Linked DNA regions of Rattus norvegicus: region 1 is linked to region 2. The links are chromatin contacts, called in public Hi-C maps. All regions are on one chromosome and are shown on one strand. The core of a region is the stretch at or near the end of the contact, and the rest is flanking DNA. Distances in the headings are between cores, read along the strand shown. Region 1 has its middle 100 kb from the start of Auh. Region 2 overlaps Auh (AU RNA binding methylglutaconyl-CoA hydratase).

Evidence for each region. A called contact is a pair of places that touch in the nucleus more often than the background predicts.
Region 1: a contact with region 2 is called in a Hi-C map of the A7r5 cell line, with 1.8 times the contacts expected there. The contact joins two enhancer-like sites. A contact is called at or near these places in 4 of 12 Hi-C or Micro-C datasets (the A7r5 cell line, kidney and liver).

The regions. Positions count from the first base shown.
Region 1 is chr17:12,582,655-12,587,481 of GRCr8, reverse strand. No RefSeq gene overlaps it. Among named protein-coding and RNA genes, the nearest start is that of Auh, 100 kb to the right of the region's middle. Within about 2 kb of position 1,566, at least 48 of the 93 cell types and tissues checked have an H3K27ac peak or open chromatin away from gene starts, as enhancers often do. A contact at or near this core is called in the A7r5 cell line, where this site is marked.
Region 2 is chr17:12,540,920-12,545,912 of GRCr8, reverse strand. The region is part of intron 6 of Auh (AU RNA binding methylglutaconyl-CoA hydratase); the gene reads right to left. It overlaps LOC134482816 (a long non-coding RNA gene), which reads right to left. Exons shown (of 2, transcript XR_010059387.1): 2 at 1-4,993. Among named protein-coding and RNA genes, the nearest start is that of Auh, 62 kb to the right of the region's middle. Within about 2 kb of position 2,807, at least 18 of the 93 cell types and tissues checked have an H3K27ac peak or open chromatin away from gene starts, as enhancers often do. A contact at or near this core is called in the A7r5 cell line, where this site is marked.

The DNA of each region.
Region 1 (4,827 bases), core at 317-2,816, 43 kb before region 2:
CCCCTCACTGAGTTCATAATACGTAACACTGACAGCGGAGAAAACACATAAAACAGCCTATAAGGGTAAGCCAGAGCTTTGCAAAGCTCTTGAACCGCTCTTGAAACACTGGGAGACAGCGAGAGTGCACGTTGAGGAGTTATTCCGTTGGTAGCAACAGGGATGATACCAGACAACTCAAGGGCTTTCCTGGGGTTCAAAAGCTGCCCACTGGAGGATCTGATCGCAGAGGTCAACAGAGAAATGCAAGATCCAGGAACCTAGATAGACCCAGCCAGGTTCCATTGGGCTGCTGACAGAACCACAGCTAAGGGTGGCAAATGTCCGCCACACTGTCCTCCTAACCTAGAGCAGAGGCGTAACTAGGGCTACCCATGACATCATGTCAGTTATCCAGAGAGGTCATAATACCACTCTTTCTGGGCTGAGCAGGGGTGGGGAAAGCTGGGCCACAGGTGCTGGGTCTAAATACTCCCTCTCCCCAGCCAGTCTATCTGAACCATGTCTCTGCGTGCCCCCATCCACCAACATTCTGACTCAGAGGTTGACACCTCCACTGGGTCCTGTCCCCATGGTTGACCTGCTTCTCCACCAGTGGCTCAAACTTCTAGCTGGTCTAAGTTCTCATTGGACCAAGGGCTTTTACACTCCCAGCACCTCCTCCTTCCCATTCCCCTCGTGACAGAGGCTACGGAAGCTTCCGAGTTCTGCTGTGAGCCAAGGTCACCCTTAGAACTGCACGGAAAAAACTGGGGTAGACTGCTCAGTTGATAAAGTGCCTGCGTGCCTGGGAACCTGAGTTCCAATCTCCAGTGGGCTGGAAGTTGCCATCGTGTAAAACCAGACCAGAGTGAAGCCATACCCTGGCCACTAGGCATGACAGGAAACACAGGGTGTCCCTCCAGCCCTGAGAGCCCGGTTCTACTGTCCCCATGGTCCTGCCCTTTCCTGCTGAGGGTTGCAGGCCAAGTGACATTTTCTTTGATCCAGGCCACTTTCGTTTGAACTTGTGCCACTCACAACAAAGATTCCTGACGCATCAGGGCCAAACTCCCTTGATAACATTAAAAGCCGGCCACGGCATGGCATTTACTTTACTTTCCTGGTCCTGTGGACTCGGTAACAGCCACCGCAGTAACTTTCCACTGTGTGTGGAGACACGTCAGGCCTCACCTCGTGGTTCCGAATACGTCTGCCAAGGCCACTGTGCTTTAGTCCTTAGCTTTGTCAGACAGAGCGGTGGACCTGGCTTTTCAATGGCGAGCTAGAACACAGGTAAAATCAAAACACTGCAGAAGAGAGGGTTCCCACAGGAACCCTCTCGCACCAAACTCCCACGCTTAAAAAAGAAACCCCGAGTAGGCTTCTCTATTTCACTCAGTGGCTTAAAAAAAAAAAAAAAGTCGTGAGTCGTGCAGGAAGGGTAAAAAAAAAAAAAAAGTCCAAAAATGCCTCGCTATTTCTGAAGTGCTTTATTTTGGAATTTTCTGCTCTGTTTGAGTGGCCCGTGTTTGTGGGCGAGAATTATGTCATGAGTTAATGATCTCAGGAGGCTGTAAACTTGGGGAAGGAGAAACTTGTGCAAAATGGCCTTGAGGCTGTGGGCTGTGTTGTGTAACAGGCTCGGGAGCACGGGCACGAGTCTGGGATCATAGTGCGGGGCTGCACAGTGTAGCCAGTGTCGTGTCTCCCGCTGACCTTTTCTAAGACAGAATCACAACCATGCCCCCCACCACGCACACGTTGCCAATACCGAAGTTGGATACCGAGAAGCAGAAATAAATGTCAGTCGTCCCCCCCCCCCCCCCCAGTTCCCAAAGGAAGACTTTGAAGTCCCTGGTTGCTGGCAGCCTGGTGTCTTGCCTGCCCATCTTACTCCTAACCACTGTAAAGGCCGTCCTTTAACACCAAAGCAAAATGTTTTCCTGAAGTACTTCCTGGCATCTGGGATGAGAACAATAGGCAGAGGCTTACAATAGATTATTTTATACGTAAGAAAAGCAGAAGGTCAGAGGCGGAGGGGTAGGGGTGGGGGAGCCAGGCTGTGCACGTCATAGCCCTCCATCGGTGTTTAATGCCGTTGAGCAACCACGCTGGCGAGAAACCATTACTTAATCCTGCCAGTATTATCCAGAAAGAATGCTTGCGAAATACCGAAGACAAATATGCTGTAATTATTACATGCACAGAGAGCTTGTCAAGCATAAACTGTTAGTGTAACATCAACACAGCCTCCTGCTCCATTGGAGTGGGCCAGTAATTAGCACCGACAATGGACAGTGTGTGTGAGCGGTGGGGGGCGGGGAGATGGGAGGACAAGAGAGAGCAGTGTTCAGGGCCTCCACAGGCCTGGCACACAGGCCTTGCTCTTCAAGACGCTTCTGTCTGAAAATACTTCAGAGCCAAGCACCATTGGCATTGCAGAAGAAAATGGGGAGACACCCGGTTCTCTGACACTTCAGAAAGAAGGGACCACAAAAGTTAACCAAACCTCTCCTTCCTTTCACCGTCCTTCCTATTTTCTCCTTTCTACATTCTTCTCTTTGTATCCTTCCTTTTTCCTGCCCCTTCTGTCCCTCTTCCTTCCTCCCCCACATCCCCTCCCTCCTCCCTCACACCCCCTCCCTCCTCCCTCACACCCCCTCCCTCCTCCCTCACACCCCCTCCCTCCTCCCCCACACCCCTCCCTCCTCCCTCACACCCCCTCCCTCCTCCCTCACATCCCCCTCCCTCACATCTCCTTCCCTCCTCCCCCACACCCCTCCCTCCTCCCCCCACCCCTCCCTCCTCCCTCACACCCCCTCCCTCCTCCCTCACACCCCTCCCTCCTTACACCCCCTTCCTTCTTTCTCACATCCCCTTTCCTCCTCCCTCACATTCCCCTCCCTCCTCCCTCACATCCTCCTCCATCTTCTCCCTCATATCCCTCCCTCCTCCCTCAAATCCCTCTCCCTCCTCCCCCATATCCCCCTCTATCTTCTCCCTCATATCCCTTTCTCCTCCCTCACTCCCCTCCCTCCTCCCTCACATCCCTTTCTCCTCCCTCACTCCCCTCCCGCCTCCCTCAAATCTCCCTCCTCACTCACATTTCCCTCCCTCCTTCTCATGTCTCTTCCTCTTTCCTCCTCTCCCCCTTCTTCTCCCTCCCTCCGTTTCTTTCCTCTCCTCCCTCCCCTCCTCTCCCTTTATTTCCCATCCCCTTTTCTTTTTCAGAAAGGACCATTGGATGCTATTGCACTTGCATGGAGAACCCTGGCCAAAGTCTGATCAGTTCACATTCAGGACTGGCCTTGTCACGATCTAAGAGATAAAGCATGGGATGTCAACTCAATAGCACAAAGGAACTGTTTCCAGAAAGGCAAAGAGTAACACACACACACACACACACACACACACACACACACACACACTCTTAAAATGCTTTTAAGTATGTGCAAAAAGTCAGAGAAAAGTGTGAGAATGATGGCTGACCAAACAAGGATTCACAAAGACACCGGGGAAGAGGAAGAACCAAACAAGGTTCCTAAAGTCAAAGCGACAGCCAGATGTGCAGTGCTCACCCAGAGCTCTCCAAAGCAACACCATGGCGGCCCAGGAAAGGTTAAGCCTGAAGCAGGAGAATCAGTCAACTCCAAAGACAGAAGAAAGACCAAAGAGAAGCAAAGACCTCAAGAGCCCATGAGGTTTCCTGAGTATACCAACATGGAGGACCAGAATACTAGGGAGTGGGTTAGGAAGACACCTGAGAGGACAGTGGGCAAGCGGACCCCAAGTCCAACACCAGATTGAAGCCCACAGACCCAAGAAACTTGAAAACCAGGCTCCAGTCGGAGTAGCACTGAGTGTGTTATCCAGCCAACACACTCCTAGCTCAGACGGGAAAAGCCAGACAAGGCTAGATGATGTGCACAGGCCTGTATGCCTAGCTACTTGAGGGGTGACTAAGGCAGGGGAATCCTGCCTGAACTACAGAGGGAGTCTGAGGCCATCGTGGGCAAGTTAGTGAGATTTTATTACCTAGTAAAAGAGGACCGAAAACATAATTCAGTGGTAAGGGATTGTCCGTATGTGTGAGGGTTTGGGTTACATCCTGTGGAGTGTGTGTGTGTGTGTGTGTGTGTGTCTGTGTGTGTGTGTGAAGGAGAGAGACAGAGACAGAGAGACAGACAGAGAAACAAAGACAGATTCAGGCACACATAAGAGAAACAGAAACACACGCACGCACGCACACACACACACACAGAGACAGACAGACAGACACATAGACAGACATAGAGTAAGGGGAGATAAAGAGAGACAGACAAATCATCCATCAAGCACAATGACAATTCTGAGAGGCACACCACACAGACACCAGAAGAAAGTTCACCCCAATATAAACACGCGAGTGCAGTAGCCCCGGCACACAGTGGGAGTCTGGCAGAAAAGCAGCCAGAGGAGATCAGCAAACCAGTGCAGGATCGGCCCCCTGACAGTCCAGAACACTGAAATCCACTGGCGATCAGGGTGCCCACGCAACACAGAGGACAAAAGCATCCAGGATGGACATACACTGTGGGAGGGGGCATTCCACGAGGAAGCTGGGAACCTCCTGAGGGCCGAATCCTGGGCAGAAATCTGCAGGGATGAGACAGAGAGATGGCAGCCCGCACACGGCCCATTGGACCTACTGCAACCGAACCTGGAGTCCCAGGCTGTTCTCCCACCAGAGGGGACGGCTGTAAAGACACCTCGGAGCATGAGGACCTACATTTCTCCCAGCTCGAGGAATTAGTAATGTTTATTATTTTTGTTTCATTTTCATTTTTACTTCATTTACATCTTCGT
Region 2 (4,993 bases), core at 1,558-4,057:
AAAATAAGTACAATGTAAAACGAAGCAGAGTCTGGCTAGGTAGCTCAGGCCGGCCCGGAACTCACAGTGTGTGCAGCCTGGGTATCAGGATTATAGGTACATACATCACACTCCGGCTTTGGGAAGCACATACTTCTTTTTTAAATCTTTTTTTTTTTTTTTTTGGTTCTTTTTTTCGGAGCTGGGGACCGAACCCAGGGCCTTGCGCTTCCTAGGCAAGCGCTCTACCACTGAGCTAAATCCCCAACCCAGCACACACTTCTTAAACCAATTACATTCTTTCAAAGGTGTTTGAGCAACTACGATTGACTTTGCTTAGCCCAAGGAAAAGAGGACTTATGGAAGGCCCTCAGAACCGAGGAGGGGCTTCTGAAGTGACAGAGCTCATGGGAGTTTCACAGCACCCAGCAGACCTCTGCCAACACTGCGCCTCCCACTGGAAGGTCCAGGGGCCAAGACAGAGGAGCACACACTCACTCACACGTGCACACCTGGCTCTTTGCCAGTGTGAGGACTCAGTTGGGCTCTGTGCCCTAGGGAAACTGCTTTCAGGAGACATGACAGGTTCGGGCTCCAAACAGCAGCTAGGGAGCTTCAGGAGTCACCAGACAATAACCCTGAGATACTTCCCAGCATAAGCACTGGGAAGCCACAGTCACGTTATTTGGGTTGCCTTACGATTTAAAACAGACATCCCATTAGGCAGAAAGTATAAATGAACACTTGGAATCTTTGCTCGGTTCCGCCTGTGGTAAATAAGCGTTAGAGCTGTACCCGACAGAATGGCACAACCTGCATGCCGCTCTATGAGGTACCTGCCCATCAAACGCCACAGTGACTCACCCACACAAACACCTGGGCACAGTCCGAATGAACTTGCAAACTGGGAGTCATCATTTAACGAAAATGGATGTGTCTCGGTGCTTCTGGAAATACCGACATTTTGCAAGGATTAAATATCTATGGAAAAGCCCACTTGGAAGCTGAGTGGAAAAGAAAACAGGCGCTTCACTGTCGGACTGCCTTATTAAAACGTCTAATGTGATGTTAGAATCCCTGTGCCTAGGAAGAGTTAAACGGTCAGAGCCCCTAAACCTTATCAGAAACAGGCTGCCGAAGGTCTCCGAAATAAACCCCAGTGCCCCTCCAGATGCTTGGCCGCACAGGGAGCTCACATCCACAGAGCTGTGTGGGGCTGAGTGAATGGACTCTGTGGACAGGAGGTGACAGCTAAATCTGGGAGCAGGCGGCGTCCCTCCTCACTCATTCGTGAGATGCTTTACAGCGCGGTGAACAGGAAAGCGTGTGTCTCCAAATGGCGAGTGAATGTGGGGTGCGCTTGCTGCAGACAATTAATGCACGCAGCTGGTGCCAACCATCAGTGAGCCTCAATCACAGCCTGACAGCTCCAGCAACATCCCACTCGGAGTAATTATAGCAAATGGCGTGCAGGCTTAATGTTCTGCCGTTTTTATTCTGGAACGTAATCAACAAGATATTAAGATTGCTTCTGCTTAGCTTTTCTTTAATATTCACACCGACAAAAATAAACAGTCATCAGACACTTAGTGGAGAGCATAGGAGAGCATTTAATAGGCCTTGCTTATGATAATGACTTTAGTAAACATATATGGTTGGTGAATAATCGCATTCTATCAGCCTTTCCATAAAGCAATGCGCGCTCCCCGACATGCATTAACTTTCTGCGATTCCCAGACTTTCCTGCGTGCATTACATAAGTGTTTGCACGTATTGGGTGTCAAATGTTTTTGGTGCTAAATGAGGAAACACAGAAGCAGCTTCCAAAGCAGCTATGTTATTGTAAAGGCCGGTGCTGCCCCAGATTCCTTGTGTATAGGGCAACAGCTAAAACAGACGTCTGCACAAACAAAGCACAGCCAGGTTTAGCAAGTTCATGGTCCATAGGCTCAGACTTTTGTAGGGAAATGCAGATGCGAACTTATACCCTCGTGCACTTTTAAAACTCCAGCCTACGCCGACTGCAAGTCCAAACTCATTCCACACTGCTCCAGGGCCCCAGGAGGCCATGGGGAAGGACACTTCAAAGCTGAGAAGGATCTTCCTGGGCCTCCTGATAAGAGCAGAAATGGGAAGAGAATCCAACAATCTTAGAACATCCACTTGAGACTACCAGGTTCCTTCCAGCACTCCCGTTGTAAGTGTCTGTCCACACTCCCAGTGTAACACTGCTGTCCACACTCCCAGTGAAACACTGCTGTCCACACTCCCAGTGAAACACTGCTGTCCACACACCCACTGTGTCTGTCCATACAGCCACCATAACAGTAATCTGTCCAACACGCCTGTCTTCCATGCTCACTTTCAATCACCCCAATGATCACCAGGTAGCATGCAATCTCTTCTGCGCATGTGTCTGCTTCCTAAAACACAGCCAAAGCAGTTTTGCCCTCCTTGATGAGTGAGCTGTGTTTCTAGCCTACATATGAAAGTCTGTTACATGTTTGGTACTCAGAAAAGTACTTAGTAGATACACATCTGTCTCCCAGACCTTGTCTCAAAAGACCAAGGGGAAATCCACTAAGAATTAGTCAGCACGGAACATTCTAGCAGGTGTGCCCATCCCTTTGACATCCGCAAAGTCTATAAATTTTATTCTCCAGAGCCATTAAATCAAATTACAAGGAGGAAAATAATCACACAGAAACCCTCAGTACAATTTTGTGCTGGGCTGCATCCACAGCTGTCCTGGACCCTGGGTTGGACACTGTTACAAGAGAAAGCACAGTCCCGGGGTCAAGTGATCACATTACTTTCCACGCACTGACTCAGCACCCTCCAGGGCAGAACAGCGAGCACACTCAACCACCAGTCCCTCCCCCAAGCCCCTACACACACACACACACACAGCCGCTAGCGACCAAGAAGACAATAATTCTGGTTGATTGATGTGAAGTGTTTACTTAGAAGATTTTTGGACAGCCTCAGGAAAACACCAGAAATGATGAAGAATCTTGTCGCAAGCCTCAAGCAGGCCTGCACCCTAAGGAGCCTTACACCCGTGAGAAGAGCCTTGCCACAGACACTCTTTCCAGACAGGGACAAGGTCACAAACTCTGTGGGCAGTGACTCAAACTTACAGAGCAGGCCCAGAGATTCAAAACGGAGGCCTGGTCAGCAAGACCCTTCCCTGCGTGCCTGTAGCCTGGGCTCCAAGGGCTTCAGGAGAAGAGGATGCTGTCCGCTAGCTCTAAGGTGCTGGAGGTGTGGCTGTTAATTAGCGTAGTAAGTGACAACGGCTAAAGCCAGCCAAACCACAGCTCAAGTGAACAGCAAGGTTCTACAGTTTTAACTGGGGCTAGAAATGGTACCTTAAAGTCACACACAGAAAGGGCTGTCATGGAATGTTTGCATGGAACCAGAATTAGTGCGCATGTGTGCACATTCATGAGGCAAATCAGCAAAATAATAATAATAATTAGCACTCCAAATGGCAAGCACTGGGTGGGGGCCGCCTGACTCAGAGCAGTCACTGACTTATAAAAATTCCACGGGCAGCCTTTATAAAACCGTCTTTGACGCTTCTGACTGATGCTTTTTACCCACTTGAAATTTAGGCAAGCGCAAATACAAACAGTTCCTGAATATTCATCATAAAAAAAAAGTCGTTCTGTGTCTGTGGATGCGACACATTGTCCAGGTGCCCTCAAACACCCGAAGACGGAATGGAATCCCCTCCTGGAGTCACGGAGGGCTGTGAGCTGCCCCGTGTACACGCTGGGTCCTCCTGGGAGAGCAGTGGGTGCTCTTCAGGGCCGAGCTGCCCCTCTAGCGTTCGTTCTTCGCTCTGAGGGGTTGAAGGGCTAGCCAGGTGCAGCTGAGCTTTATGGTCTTGGCCTGCTCCTTTCTCCCAGGGCAAGCAAGGTCCAACTGAGGCAGGAAGGAATCAGCCTGTGCATCTAAGTTTCTCACAGCCGGGGAAAAGGTCCTTCAAGTTTCCAGGATGAGAATCGCAGGGTCCTGCAGGGCAGGGAGCCATAACTACTCACAAGCAAGCAAACTACTAGGGAGACAGAGAACAGACAGCACAGGTACACGCGGCCCACATCCCCAGCACACGTTCCACCACCGCACATCGGAATTCCCAGGCACTGCCTGGTAAAAGTCCTGATAAATACAAACTTCAGAGAAATCATTTGATTCCTTTCAAGCAGTACTGAGCACGCAAACGTAACAAGCGCCACACTGGTATGGACGCCGCCACCCCCCACCCAACCTCCATTTCTATGTGAGTGCCCCAGGAGCACGGCTCAGACCCTCAGAGCAGCAGAGACAAGATGGCTTCTCAGGGGAGCAGGATGTCTGAGACTCTGATCTCAGTGCCAATGGACACGAGACCAAGGTACTCTGCTGCAAGGCCATGAGGAATTAGTAAAACCTTTATGCTGGAGTTTATGAAAACTGAGAATAGAGTAAAACCCAGAGTGGCAATCAGCCTATTCTCAACAATTCTAATACAAATTCACAGTAATACATCTTGACCTTGTCTTAAAATGGTGGTAAGATGAAGAAAAAGGAAAAGAGCTTAGGAAACTCGAGAGAAGGGCTGGGCAGGGCTCAGTGGGGCAGTGCTTGCTGCACGAGAGCACGAGGACCTGAGTTCAGATCCCCAGCTCCCACATGAAAGTGGCCATGGCGGCCACAGCTGTAACCAACAGCATTGGATGCTGAGACAAGCCGGTCTGTGGAGCAGCTGACCGCAAGCCAGCACGGCCGACTGCTCAGCTCCAGGTTCAAGAGACTGCCCTAAATCACAAATACGAGGGATACGAGCAACGGAGGAAACACTTGACAGCTACCTATGGCTCGCTCTCTCTCTCTCTCTTTCTCTCTCTCTCTCCCCTCTCGGAGAGAAGGAGATGGCGGGGGGGGGGGGAGCGCGCTCTGATAAGCTGCACCCACCAAGGCTTGTTTGGAAAAGCTCCCATTGACCAGAATAAAGTGGGCCATGTGG